2 separate regions of the Danio rerio genome follow, and region 2 is linked to region 1. A link is a contact called in public Micro-C data. All regions are on one chromosome and are shown on one strand. Each heading gives the region's core, a stretch centred on a gene start, on an enhancer-like site or on the middle of the called end of the contact. The rest is flanking DNA. Distances are from core to core; before and after follow the strand shown.

What was found. Hi-C and Micro-C count contacts between places; a contact is called where the count stands out from the background.
Region 2: a Micro-C map of caudal fin shows a contact between it and region 1, with 17 times the contacts expected there. The contact joins the enhancer-like site here to the promoter of rbm7 in region 1. A contact is called at or near these places in 4 of 18 Hi-C or Micro-C datasets (caudal fin, embryo and hematopoietic stem cells) and 1 of 4 datasets of contacts at active chromatin or transcription factors (caudal fin).

Annotation. Positions count from the first base shown.
Region 1 is chr18:50,329,109-50,336,260 of GRCz12tu, reverse strand. rbm7 (RNA binding motif protein 7) reads right to left here and starts at 3,203. Exons shown (of 5, transcript NM_199925.1): 1 at 3,055-3,203; 2 at 1-54. The coding sequence starts at 3,147. It overlaps LOC141378686 (a long non-coding RNA gene), which reads left to right and starts at 3,361. Exons shown (of 4, transcript XR_012393887.1): 1 at 3,361-3,450.
Region 2 is chr18:50,472,632-50,479,783 of GRCz12tu, reverse strand. No RefSeq gene overlaps it. Among named protein-coding and RNA genes, the nearest start is that of barx2, 130 kb to the right of the region's middle. Within about 2 kb of position 3,358, at least 25 of the 62 cell types and tissues checked have an H3K27ac peak or open chromatin away from gene starts, as enhancers often do. A contact at or near this core is called in caudal fin, where this site is marked.

The DNA.
Region 1 (7,152 bases), core at 1,954-4,453:
TTTTGACTTTCCTTCATTGTCTTTAGGGATTTTAACCTTGATCAATGGCCCAGCCTAGTGGAAAAAGAAAATGCATGAATGACCTCTGATGTTGCTTTATATACAAAACAGAAAAGTCCTTTATTTATTAGTTTCTGTGAACTATAAATTGCCTGCAATAATAACAACAACAACAACAACAGCTACTACTACTACATTTATTATGAAGTAGATTAATAATACATAGTTAAATGTCACCTGACTTTATTTTAATATATATATATATATATATATATATATATATATATATATATATATATATATATATATATATACATATACACATATACATATAAGTATATTTGTGGGTTGATACTATTTAAACTGGTCTACACAGACTTTTGTAGATATCAACTTTGAATGTCAACAGTCAAGGGGAAGAGAGAGAAAAAAAAAACCCTGATAACATTTTATTCCAAAAGTAACATGCATATAATTATTTCTGGCTATCTGTATTATTTTGAAGTAGGTATTATGTTTAGAAATAACCTCTGCACCAAAAAAAAAACAAGTAAATAATTGAGATGTCAACAAAATGATACACAGTTAAACCTTTGCACGGTGTAACCATATGGCAACATGATGCTTATGGTCATTTCCATAAGTTTCTTTTAGACCAACATTTTTTTTTTGTTAGAAAGAAAAGACCTTAGTTTAGCCAATGATGTGCTTTGGTTAAATCACATGACATGCTGTGCTTTTCTGTGACACGATTTCTGACTGGTGTTTATTGTTAGTTGCTAAATGCAAATGTAAACATCAATAGAAACAAAGGATCAAATTATGTCAGATCCACTAAAAAATCTGAAACATCACCTCCAGTACGTTATGATGACATATTCACAATTTAATTTTTTTAAATCAAATTTTTTTGTATATCGATCAAATGTATGTGTTACCAAATGGCAACACTGCAATTGTGGATCCTGCAATATTGCAATAAGTTAGCTAGCTAGCAAGGTCGGCTGTGAACTTTTAAGTTGTCACAATAACAAAATGAAAGCTAGTAATATAATGTTGAATAGTCATATGTTAATGGCATTTGAATTATGGACAAAATCAATACTTCTTTTGAATAGATATCAATACAGGGAACATTGTTATAGCGAGCACCACTATGTTCTATGGTAAGTGAAGCAAGAAAAGGACAGAACCGGCTCTTCCTGCAGATAAAACATTTGAAAGAGACAGTCCAGAGAAGTTAGCTCAGAGGCAGATAAGACAGGTGTAGTAGAGTGTATATAGTATAATATATAAACATTGTTAGCTAGTAGCTACATTATTCTGATGCATCTGGATATACTAGACTTATTATTTATTTGTTATAATATTGACTGGAGAAAATATTTATATTTACTTAATGTTGTATATATGATAATACACATTTTGTTTTATTATGTTTTTAATAATATTCAGCTAAAAAGAATGGAATGAATGAAAGCTGTTGGAAAAGCATGTATAAGGTGTTATTTCTAAGTTCTGTGTTAAAGCACATTATGCTGCAACACCAATGAAATCATTTCAAACAACAAAATTATTCATTATAAGGAAAGTTTTAAATTTGAAATTTCTAAGTTAGATCTACTGTTGGACGTTGCTGCCATATGACAACATATCATAAAGTACCTAAACAAATAAATTCCAATATTTTTTTAAAAACACTTCAAGTTCAGCCATTTTAGTCTTTTTTTATATAGATTTATCATAATACGTGCAGTAGAGGGTTAAAATTCCCCTGACAACATTATTCCAAAATACTTTGAGATATATTTATTGGCTGATTATATGATTTTACTATTAAGAATTTGCAAACAATACTTTTCTGAAATTATATTATTAAGGAGAAAGGCTGAATGTGCGAATATAAAACCAACTTCACCTTAATAAATCATATAATCAGCCAATAAAAACAACATTGTTCAATCGAGGTAAAGTAAGTTTTATATTCACACATTCGTTCATTTCGAAGTCTCCATATTGTTTACCATGTTACTTTGAATATTCGATTCGAATTAGCATGCAAGTGTGACTTGAAAACAACAACACTGTTTATTAAACTGAAAAATGTTGTACTTTGATACTCATTAGCTGCTAATATGATTTCGCTATTTAGAGTTTGCAAATAATACTTTTATGAAATTATATTATTAAGGGGAAAGTCTGAATGTGCGAATATAAAACCAACTTTATCTCTATCTCTGTTCACAGCCAATGAAACAGTGCTAATGTTGTTTTGAAGTCAAACTTGCATGTGATTTTAGTCCGAATATTCAAAGTACCATGCTGTCACTGAACGAATGTGTGAATATAAAACCAATTTTAACTCAATGATTTTGTTCTGATGTTCTTGTATTGTCAGTTCGAGCAATAAAATGATTATTTAGCAGTGAAATTCGTTGACATCTATTAAATTAACTGCCAAAAGAAAAATACAATCCTGTTGCATATGAATGACTAGAGTTGAAGTAAATTCGGATATTAATGTTAATATTAGAAGTCCAACAATGTAACATAGAGGTAAAGTTGGCTTTATATTCGCACTTTCCCCTTAATAATATAATTCATAAAAATATTACTTGCAAACTCTAAATAGCGAAATCAAATTAGCAGCCAATGACTATCAAAGCACAACAGTGTTCACAGTCAAGTCACACCTGCATGCTAATTACGATCGAATTTTCAAAGTAACATAGTAAACAATATACAGACTTCTAAATGAACGAATGTGCGAATATAAAACCAATTTTACCTCTATCAATAAAACTGTTGAACTGTTAACACGTAACGTTAACCAGATGCTAAATTCAAGAAATAACACAAACATGTGCTGCATGGAAACATTAGATTCGTATTCTAAAATAACACCAAACATACTACATTATTATCAAACAAACATCCATTGAGATACAATATAAATGAATTGTTTGTAAATCGAGCTGAAACAAACAACATCCAGGCCTTCAGTAGTATTAGCACAGGCAAGCTAACGTACTCAACTGACGCTAACACGCTTACCTGTAAAAACAGCTCGAATATAACTTCTTCTGTGACTTGGGGGTCCAAGTTCCCAACAAACAGAGTCCGGTCAGCCTCGTCGGCTATTCCCATTTTTAAAACAATTAATAATCCAGTCGGTTAATCGCGTCAACTCTGCTAGTTAGCTTAAATGTATGACCATCCCGTCTGTCTTTAAAACGCCTTTACCGTATGTGAGAAATAACTGTCGTGATGCACAGTCGCTTCACGACACAAATGTACAGTTCCTGTGAAGACCACGCGGAGGCGACGTTTTACACATTAAACTCTGCTTTTTTTTTATTTAAGCCTACAAGGCAGGGGTAAACAAGTAATAAGGGGTCATATCGTGTATGAGCTTTCGAGATGGACGTCAAAACCAAAACTAGAGAAAAGGTAAATAATACATGGCGACAATGCAGGCTAAACACTGTTCTTAGTGCGCAATATTAATATGCTGGTCGATGTGACTGTTCACAAGTGTTTTCCTCCCAGTTTAAAAGAAAGAAACCTTGCTAAACAATTTAAGTATTTACAATTTAAAATGTTAATTCTAGCTCACTTTATAAATCTATGTAGATTTTGGTCGCAAAGCATGTTTTAAAACACCAAACTGCAGTTTTTATTCTATATTCTGAAAATATATTTACTAAGAGAAATGTTCTTACGTAATTTGCGTGATTATATATTGTCAGGGCCTGATTTAGTGATTTTGGGGCCCTAAGCAATTCGAGCCATGGGAACCATAAGTCTTACAGTAATACACACTTTGTATTTGTATTTATATATTTGTTTATTTAGCTGTCTTTTTATATCACTGTCTTCCTTTCCATATTTTTATCATAACGCAATCTCTACATTTTTAATGATTTGTTTGCCTAAATCAGTTTACAACTAAAAATAATAAATAAACTATGTGGTTTTTAAAACTTCATTTTAATCTGATTTGACTGCTGGACAGGCGGCATGGTGGTGCAGTGGTTATCACCTTCACCTCACAGCAAGAAAGTCGCTGTGCTCGCTGTGCTCCGATTTTCACCACAGTTCAAACACATGCTCTGTAGGTGAATTGAATAAAATTGTCCGTAGTGTATGAGTGTAAGAATGAGTGTGTATTGGTGTTTCCCAGTCCCAGTTGCAACTGGAAGGGCATCCGCTGTGTAAAATATATGCTATATAATTTGGCAGGTTTATTCCGCTGTGGTGACCCCTGATTAATAAAGGGACTAAGCTGAAGGAAAATGAATGAATGAGTGATTGCTGGACTAATCCATGATTGGGGGTGGGGGGGACACAATTGCACAGATGCATTCATTCATTCATTTTCTTTTCGGCTTACTCCCTTTATTAATCTTGGGTCGCCACAGCGGAATGAACCGCCAACTTATCCAGCATCTGTTTTACGCAGCGGATGCCTATCCAGCCACAACCCATCACTTGGAAACATTCAAACACACACTACAGACAATTTAGCTTACCCAATTCACCTGTACCACATGTCTTTGGACTGTGGGGGAAACAGAAGGCACAGAAGGCTCGAATCAGTGACCCTCTTGCTGTGAGGCGACAGCACTACCTACTGCGCCTCTCAATTGCACAGATGTAATAATCTGTATTTGTTAGACCTTTATCCTACAAAATAGGATAGAAAATTACATTATATATATATATATATAGTTTATAGAAACTCCTAGGTATTTATTGTGGGCCCCCAGACAACCCTAAGCGGCTGCTTACCTCACTTATTGGTTAAATCCACGCCTGTATATTGCATTTTATTGTTAAAAAAAAAGATACTGTCTATTTATTTTCTGGCCCGTTCACAGTATTTTCATTTCAATTACAAGTGATAAAAACTGCCACAGATTACACAAATATCCTTTATATATCAAATAATAACCAATAATAAAACACCATGTATATAAAATAATAACCCAGTATATGTGAACCTGATTTCATCCATTGTTCAGATTCTTGTTGTATAAATTTGTTGTATAAATTATGTATTATTATAACATAATACACATTAGTGTTTACATATATCATTTGCATATATATATATATATATATATATATATATATATATATATATATATATATATATATATATATATATATATATATATATATATATATATATATATATATATATATATATATATATCAGATTACTTATTTAAAATGAGCTGAAACAACATTTGAGATTAACTTCATTTTTTTATGTTCAATCCTCTTATTTGTTAATGGTTAACTTAACCGACTTAAGATCGGATAACATGAATTAATTCATGAAATTAAATCAATCAACTGAGGAAGTACAGCACAATGTAAACTATTGTTATTATATATTAATTTTCTGTTTAGCTTAGTCTCTTTATTAATCAGGGGTCGCCACAGCGGAAGGCTCGAACCAGCGACCTTCTTGCTGTTAGGGGACAGCACCACCCACTGCATCACCATTATTATTATTATTATTATTATTATTATTATTATTATTATTATTATTATTATTATTGAGTGGTGTGGTGGCGCATTGGGTAGCGCTGTTTGCAGCTGGAAGGGCATCTGCTGCATAGAACATAAGCTGGAAAAGTTGCTGGTTCATTCCACAGTGGCGATCCCTGATTAATAAAGGGACTAAGCCAAAATGAATAAATAAATAATAATTATTATTATTTTTATTGCTTACCCTATTCATCTGCAGTGCTTTAAAGAGATAAATAAATCATCCCTCAGACTCATCACTCACCTTTAGTGCAGTGAAAATTAGTACAAATCTGAAAATCAATGTAGATTCATTCAGATGCCCTCGGCTTCGCTATGTGCTCCGATTAGATGAATTAAAATTGTAATGATTAACGATTTCTCAGTCAGACCTCAGGAACTCAGACAGAAGCTGCAGTTGTCGATGTTGAGGAGATAATGTTGTGCCGATAACGGTTGATAAACAGCATGGTTTAGCTTACTGTTGTTGGCTTATTTGTCTCTGCTGCTTCATCAGGCCTGTGACTCACTGAAAGCAATAATAAGTTGGAGGCTTCAGTCTTCAACATGCTATGCAATTATTACTTTAAAATAAAAGTAGAGATAAACTGTGAACTAAGTACCAAACATAAAATCCAGTGATTTATACAGGTCATTCTTACATCATCATGAAATGAGATAACCATATATGACTTTAATGCTTGGTCAGAATATGGCCCTGGAAAGCATAAAGCATCAATGTGAGCTTCATAAAAAATATTAACGTTAAATTAAAGAGTCCAGCAATAAAATTTAGTTGAACTGTTAACACACAACCTGATGCTTAATAAATCAAAAAGCAAAGCCATGTGCTGTATGAAAATATTACTTTCATATTTTAAAATAACACCAAACATAACATATTGGGTGAAGCAGTGGCGCAGTAGGTAGTGCTGTTGCCTCACAGCAAGAAGGTCGCTAGGTGGCTGGTTCGATCTCCAGCTCAGTTGGCGTTTCTGTGTGGAGTTTGCATGTTCTCCCTGCGTGGGTTTCCTCTGGGTGCTCTGGTTTCCCCCACAGACCAAAGGCATGCAGTACAGGTGAATTGGGTAGGCTAAATTGTCCGTAGTGTGTGAATGTGTGTGTGGATGTTCCCCAGAGATGGGTTGTGGTTGGAAGGGCATCTGCTGCATAGAACAGATGCTGGAAAAATTGGCGGTTCATTCCACTGTGGCGACCCCAGATTAATATAGGGATTAAACCAAAAAGAGAATGAATGAATGTATGAATATACATATTGTGTTGAGAAACATTATGAATGAATTATTTGTAAATCCACCTGAAACTAACAACAATCAGGCATTCAGTGGTATTCGCACTAGCAAGCTAACGCGATCAATGACGCTAACACGCTCACCCATCAAAACAGCTCAATTGTAACTTCTTTTGTGTCTTGGGGGTCCAATATGGCCCTGCGAAGCCTAAAATATCAATGGGAGCTTGATATAAAATGCTGTAAATTGTCATGAAGACAACAATACAATGAGATCTTAGCATTTACGTTTCTTGGATAGTTTGCATGTTCTCCCTGTGTTCACGTGGGTTTTCTCTGGGTGCCCCCCACAGTCCAAAGAC
Region 2 (7,152 bases), core at 2,109-4,608, 140 kb before region 1:
TCCACTCTTACTTCTACAAGATATGCTACAATATATGAAGTTTTTTGGATATTTATGATGCAGGCAAATTCTTTGTGATGTTATTATGTGCTTTATTTCTTCTGTACAAATAAATAATGCAGAGACAGTGGAAAGCCAGAAAGCTCATTTAAAAGATTTGACTTCTGTCATCATTTGCTTACCCTCACTTATTTTATCTTATTTTTTAAAATCGTCAATGATTATGGATCTACAGTCCTGCCTGAAGAAAAAAGTAACAACTTGGATGGTCTGAGGTGAGAACATTATATTATGAGCAAATTGATAGACTATTCCTTTAAAACGTGTTTCCGTTTCCACTTGGTGGCATTAAATCTCAAAAGTAAGAGCATTTTAATAGTACAATTTTAAATAAAAGTTTATTTTTCTAAACATTGATTGATAGATTTATTAAAAAGCGAATGAATAAATAAAAATATATTTGTTTTATTTTAAATTGCTTAAATTTGGATTTCGAAGTCAATGATCATTTCAATAAGTATGATTTATATATATATATATATATATATATATATATATATATATATATATATATATATATATATATATATATATATATATATATATATATATATTATACCCTATTTCTGTTTAACGGAGAGCAGATTTTTTCAACAAATTTCCTAACATTATAGTTTCAATAACTCATTTCTAATAACCAATTTATTTTATCTTTGCCATGATGACAGCAAATAATATTTTACTTGATATTTTTCATGACACTTCTCTACAGCCTAAAGTGACATTTAAAGGCTTAACTAGGTTAATTAGGTTAACTAGGCAGTTTAGGGTAATTAGGTAAGGTATTGTATATCAGTGGGTTAAAAAAAATAAAGCTTTAAGGGGCTAATAATTTTGTCTTTAAAATGGTGTTTAAAAAATTCAAAACTGCTTTTATTCTAGCTGAAATAAAACAAATAAGACTTACTCCAGAAGAAAAAATATTATCAGACATACTGTGAAAATTTCCTTGCTCTGTTAAACATCATTTAGGAAATATAAAAATATTAAAAGGGGGGTTAATAATTCCGACTTTGCACACACACACACACACACACACACACACACACACACACACACACACACACACACACACACACACACACACACACACACACACATATATATAGTATAGTTTATTTATTTCCTTTATTTAGCCAGGAGATCACATTGAGACAGTACTGTCTCTTCTTCCAGTGAGACCTGGTCAAGATGGCAGGCAACACATAAAGTTTCATATAAAAATCACAAACAATACCACAAAATTACAAAATCACCATTCTTAAAAACATCAGCTCATAACAAACAATTGCAGGTGTCCTTTAAAATGTTGTATAAAAGATGTTTAAAAGTACTCAGAGTCGGAAGAGTGTCAAGATTGAGCTGATTTTGCAGGTCATTCCAAGCCCTGGGAGCGTGAACGGAAAAAGCACGTTTGCCAAGTTCTGATAATGCCCTTGGAACTATCAGACGAATACATGAACCAGATCTAGTATTTTGATTGTTGGTGTGAAATGTTAATAAATTAAAAATATAGGATGGTAATTTACCATCCTATATTTTGGTAATTTAGATGCAAAAACCGTGTAAAATAGTTCTCTAAAACTTGTGTTTTTTCAACCTTATATGTTTATGTTAAGTTATTTCACTGGCAATGAAAATAATCTTTTCTTCGCACTCAGGGTAAAATTACTGAAACTACTCACACCAGCCTGAAGAGAAAAAAAAAGACAATTTTAGATGAAAATTTCAGACGGCACAGAGGTTTTTTTTTTTTTTTTCTGAAATTTTAATCTAAAACTGTCTTATATATATTATAAAGTTCTAATGATTTCCACCACAGTTACCTTTAAAACATTACAAACCATAACCTGTTTAAAATTAAAAACTACTATTTGAATGGTTTCTGCAGTGTTTTAGGTCATATTCCATTGTAGTTTTGTAAATTTTAACACACCATCAAAAAAAAGTATTAGTAAAAACCCACAGGGACAACTTCCATTCCTACTATAATCATAAAAAAATTACATATTCTATGAGGTTTTCTATTATATTAAATAAAAATACATTAAAACAGAGAAGAGATATATTGAACTGGGGCATCAATGAGCAAATGGAACTTATAAAAAAAAGAAAAGAAAATGATAGGAAACGAACGGAAATGAAAAGAGTCAGATCTCCAGGAACATCTTTAGGAAAGGCCAAGAGGCCTCGCTCTGAGCTGCTGAAGATGTGTTTGGGACATATTCCATTATTATTTATCGAGTTTTAGCACACCACCAAAAGAGAGCAACAAAATACCAGTAGAAACCCACAATGACAACTTCCATTCCGACTCCAAACATTAAAAAATGACAAATTCTATGAGGTTTTCTTTTGCTATTGTATTGGATATTTTGAATTGCGAGCATTGGTGAGCACATGCAACTTATGAAAAGAGAGAAGAAAGGACAAGAGATAAACAGTAGGATTTTCAGGAACACCTTTAGGTAAGGCCAAAGGTAAAGTTGGTTTTATATTCGCACATTCAGACTTCCCCCTTGATAACATAATTTCATAAAAGTATTATTTTCAAACTCTAATTAGTGAAATCATATTAGCAGCCAAATTACAACAGTGTTTACAGTCTAATAAACAGTGTTGATGTTGTTTTAAATCATAGTTGCATGCAAATTTCAATCGAATATTCAAAGTAAAATGGTAAACAATATAGAGATTTCATAATAAGCGAATGTGCGAATATAAAACCAACTTTACCTTGTTCCAAGAGTCTCCACTCAGCTGAAGTTGTGTTTAGGGAGTCCAGCAGGATTTAGTGAGTTTTAGCACACCGTCAAAAGAGAGCAACAACCAGTGAAAACCCACATGGACAATTATTCATTCCCACTATAACCATTAAAAAATCACTAATTCTATGAGGTTTTCTGTTGTTATTATATTAGATATTTTAAATTATGAGCATTTGGTGAGCACATGCAACTCAAGAAAAAGAAAAAAAGTAAAGAGATAAACAGTAGGATCTTCAGGAACACTGGAGAAAGCCCAAGAGTCCTCGCTCTGAGCAGCTGAAGATAGCGAACAGAGAGCAACTTTACTTCCCAGTGGCCACTGAATGACAGACTTACCCTGTGGGCCATAAGTAGGCCAATTAGTCTTTTTTCCATAACAGAGCACACACTCCAGTGAACAGGCCAGACGGGAGTGAAAGAGAGAGGCCAAATGGCGCAGCCTGTGTGTCGCGATGACAAATGGGTCCATCGACGCGGACTTTAATCCTATTAAGAACAGCTTGAGGTATCGGTTTCTAGTGAGCAAGTTTTAAGGAGGCCATATTCTCCAAAACCACTCCAGTGCTGCTCGTGTTGTGAAGAGCTCGGGTCGGTGTGATATTACATTTGTCCGGTAGATGGCAGCAACGGACTAGCTTTCTGAGAAATGTTTCTTGACGACAGCTAGAAAAAAGCTATTAGGAAAGTTAATTCGTTAAAGTAATTAGCTACTATTTAAGGTATGATACTGCAATACAATAATGTGTACATTTAGTAAAAGCTGCTAAATCACTAAATTTAAGTTGAAGTGAATTGAACTGAAAGAAAAAATACAGAATCAAGGAAGAAATCCACTGTGAGGAACATTGTGTGAACATTTCCCTACTGAAAATACAGCTTAAACCAGCCTAGGCTGGTTGGCTGGTTTTAGCTAGTCGACCAGGCTGGTTTTAGTGGGGTTTTGGCCATTTCCAGGCTGGTTTCATTTCAGCCTGGTCTTAGCTGGTCAGGCTGGGAGATGACCAGCTAAAACCAGCTTGACCAGCCTAGCTAGACTGGGAGCCCAGCCAAAACCAGCTATGTCCAGCTTAAACCAGGCTGGTCAAGCTGGTTTTAGCTGGTAATTTAACAGCCTGACCAGCTAAGACCAGCCTGGAAATGGCCAAAACCCCTCTAAAACCAGGCTGGTCAACCAGCTAAAACCAGCTAACCAATCTAGGCTAGTTTAAGCTGGATTTTTCAGCAGGGTTAAGAGTAATACAATTCTTGGTTTGATTTGTATTATTTGTTTCTGTTGATATTATTACAAACACCGAACATTTTGTTGTTTTGCATGAAATGAAAGAGAAACCAGAAGTTTATATACACTGTATAAAAAGGCACATGGCCATGTAAAAAAAAGTCAGATGTTAATGTGACTAAACTTTTTCTCTTTTAGGTAAGTTAGGATTATCAAATTTGTTTACGTTATGTTTTTAATAATGAATAATTAGAGAGACATACTTTGAGAAATTGTTTAACTTTTCTTGAATGTCAAGTATTCTGACAAGAAAATGAATGAATATATTGGGGTGATGCGGTGGCGCAGTAGGTAGTGCTGTCGCCTTACAGCAAGAAGGTTGCTGGTTCGAGCCTCGGCTGGGTCAGTTAGCATTTCTGTGTGGGGTTTGCATGTTCTCCCCGAGTTCGTGTGGGTTTCCTCCGGGTGCTCCAATTTCCCCCACAGTCCAAAGACATGTGGTACAGGTGAACTGGGTAGGCTAAAGTGACCGCAGAGTATGAGTATGAATGAGTGTGTGTGGATGTTTCCCAGAAAAAGGTTGCGGCTGAAAGGTCATCCGCTGCGTAAAACATGTGCTGGATGAGTTGACGGTTCATTCCGCTGTGGCGATCCCGGATTAATAAAGGGACTAAGCTGAAAAGAAAATGAATGAATGAATGAATGAATGAGTTTGTTTGAGTGCATGATAGCAGCAAACCATTTGCTCGGTATATCAATGCGCCAACTCACTTGCTGTTTTTGTCCAATTTAAAGACTTAAAATGAGTTACACCACCTGCATAAAACATGATGTCTGACTCTTAAGCATTCACGAGAAAACCTGACAGCCATGACATCACTATTCATGGTTCACTAGCAGCAAGTGCACTCTTGAACCCTGTCTGTGTCCCTTTTAGAGCTGTGGTGGAGCCCTGCCAACGGTCAGCATTTGGTCACCTCCTGCTTTATACAGTTGAAGTCAAAATTATTAGTCCTCCTGTGATTTTTTTTTCTTTTTCAAATATTTCCCAAATTATGTTTAAAAGAGCAAGGACATTTTTACAGAATTTCCTATTATATTTTTTTCTTCTAGAGAAAGTCTTATTTGTTTTATTTCGGCTAGAATAAAAGCAGTTTTTAATTTTTTAAAACCCATTTTAAGGTCAATATTATAAGCCCCTTTAAGCACTTTTTTTATTATCCACAGAACTAACCATCATACAATGACTTGCCTTAATACCCTAACTACTAGTTAAGTTTTTAATGTCACTTTGAGCTGAATCCTGGTGTCTTAAAAATATGTAGATAAATATTATTTACTGTCATCATGGCATAGATAAATGAAATCAGTTATCATAAATGAGTTATTAAAACTGTTTAGAAATGTGTTGAAAAAATCTCTCAGTTAAATAGAGATTGGTGAGGGGGGCTAATAATTCAGAAGGGCTAATAATTCTGACCTCAGCTGTAGCTGCTGTGCTGAGATCAGATGGGAGAGCAACCCTGCAGACGCCACACAGTCGCATTCTGGGGATTGCAGCTCGCACTGGGGACGCAGTGATTGAGCACCTGCCCAAGCCAGCAGAGCCCAAGAACTGCAACTGACCTCCCGAAAACAAGCACCGATTACCATCAGATCTGCGGCCGGTCCCTCTGGAGCATTTGCGTACAGAGACTCGCCATCGCTTTTGCATGGTCAAAATAAGATCAGATATATCGTATGCATTTGTACTTCAAAGAACATCCCTTTGGCATGTGAACAATAGTTTTCAAATGTATTACAGGCCCATTCAATCCGTGGGCTATATTCGACCCGTTTGGAAATATGAAGTGGCCAGCTTGTGGTTGGCTGTTTGTAATATTAATAAATAAATGAAAGTTTATTTGAATAAGAAATAGATTAAACAAATAATACATAATAAATAAAATTAAATAATAGCTTTATTATTAGATATTATGCTTTAAAAAATTTGGTTCTCTATTGAGAACTTTTATTTATTTATTTATTTATTTATTTATTCATTCATTCATTAATTCATTCATCCATTTATGGAGCCAACGATGGCAATAAAATAATAATAAACAATAATTAATTAAAATGGGAAAAAACTATTATAGTGTAAAAATTCCAGTTAAAATAAATGAATGAATAAACAAATGAATTAATGAACATTTAATATTATTGAAATTATAAAAAATAGCTTTTTTAAAAATGAAAATTATAATATTATTTATATTAATATCATTGTCCATTTTTAAATTAAATAAATATAAAAATAGTAATTAAATAATAAATAACAAAATAAATAAATAAATAAGACTGGAAACTATCATACTAATCTAAATAATTTAATTCCATTGTCATTTTTTATGGTTCTGTTCTGCTAATGGCAACTGTGGAAAACAAAATGAAATGATTATTATTTTCGATATAAAAGTTCTTCATCTTAATAATACATGGTTTTCATAGACTAACAATGTTAATTTGTGAACTGTTAAGCTGGATTATACAATTTAATTAAGATGTTTTATTAGCATTGTCATCGGAGAAAAAGCTGAATAGATAAAATAAAAATATATAATTATAAGACAAAAAAATAAAATAAAAAAACCTACAAAGTAATAAAACGAGCTTAATAAATAAGCATTAATAAATACGCTTATTAAATACCAGAAATTACAATATTAAACTAAATAGTTTTATTAGGTTTTATATATTTTTAAATAAATTAATTAATAAATTAATAACCCATTGTAATCAAAGAAAATAAACGGAATAAATAAAACTATAAATAAGGCAATAAATAAATAAATGAAATTAAATAAACTAAAAAATAATAAAACGAGCTTAATAAATAAGCTTTAATAAATAAGCTTTTTAAATGCCAGAAATTATAATATTATTCTAAATAGTTTTGTTTGGTTTTATATTTTTTCAATAAATAAAAAATAAAAAAATAACCCATTATAATCAAAGAAAAAAATGAATAAATAAAACTATAAAGAAATGAAATTAAAGAAATTAACCAAAAACATTAGCTTAATAAATAAACTTTAATAAATAAGCTTTTTAAATACCAGACAG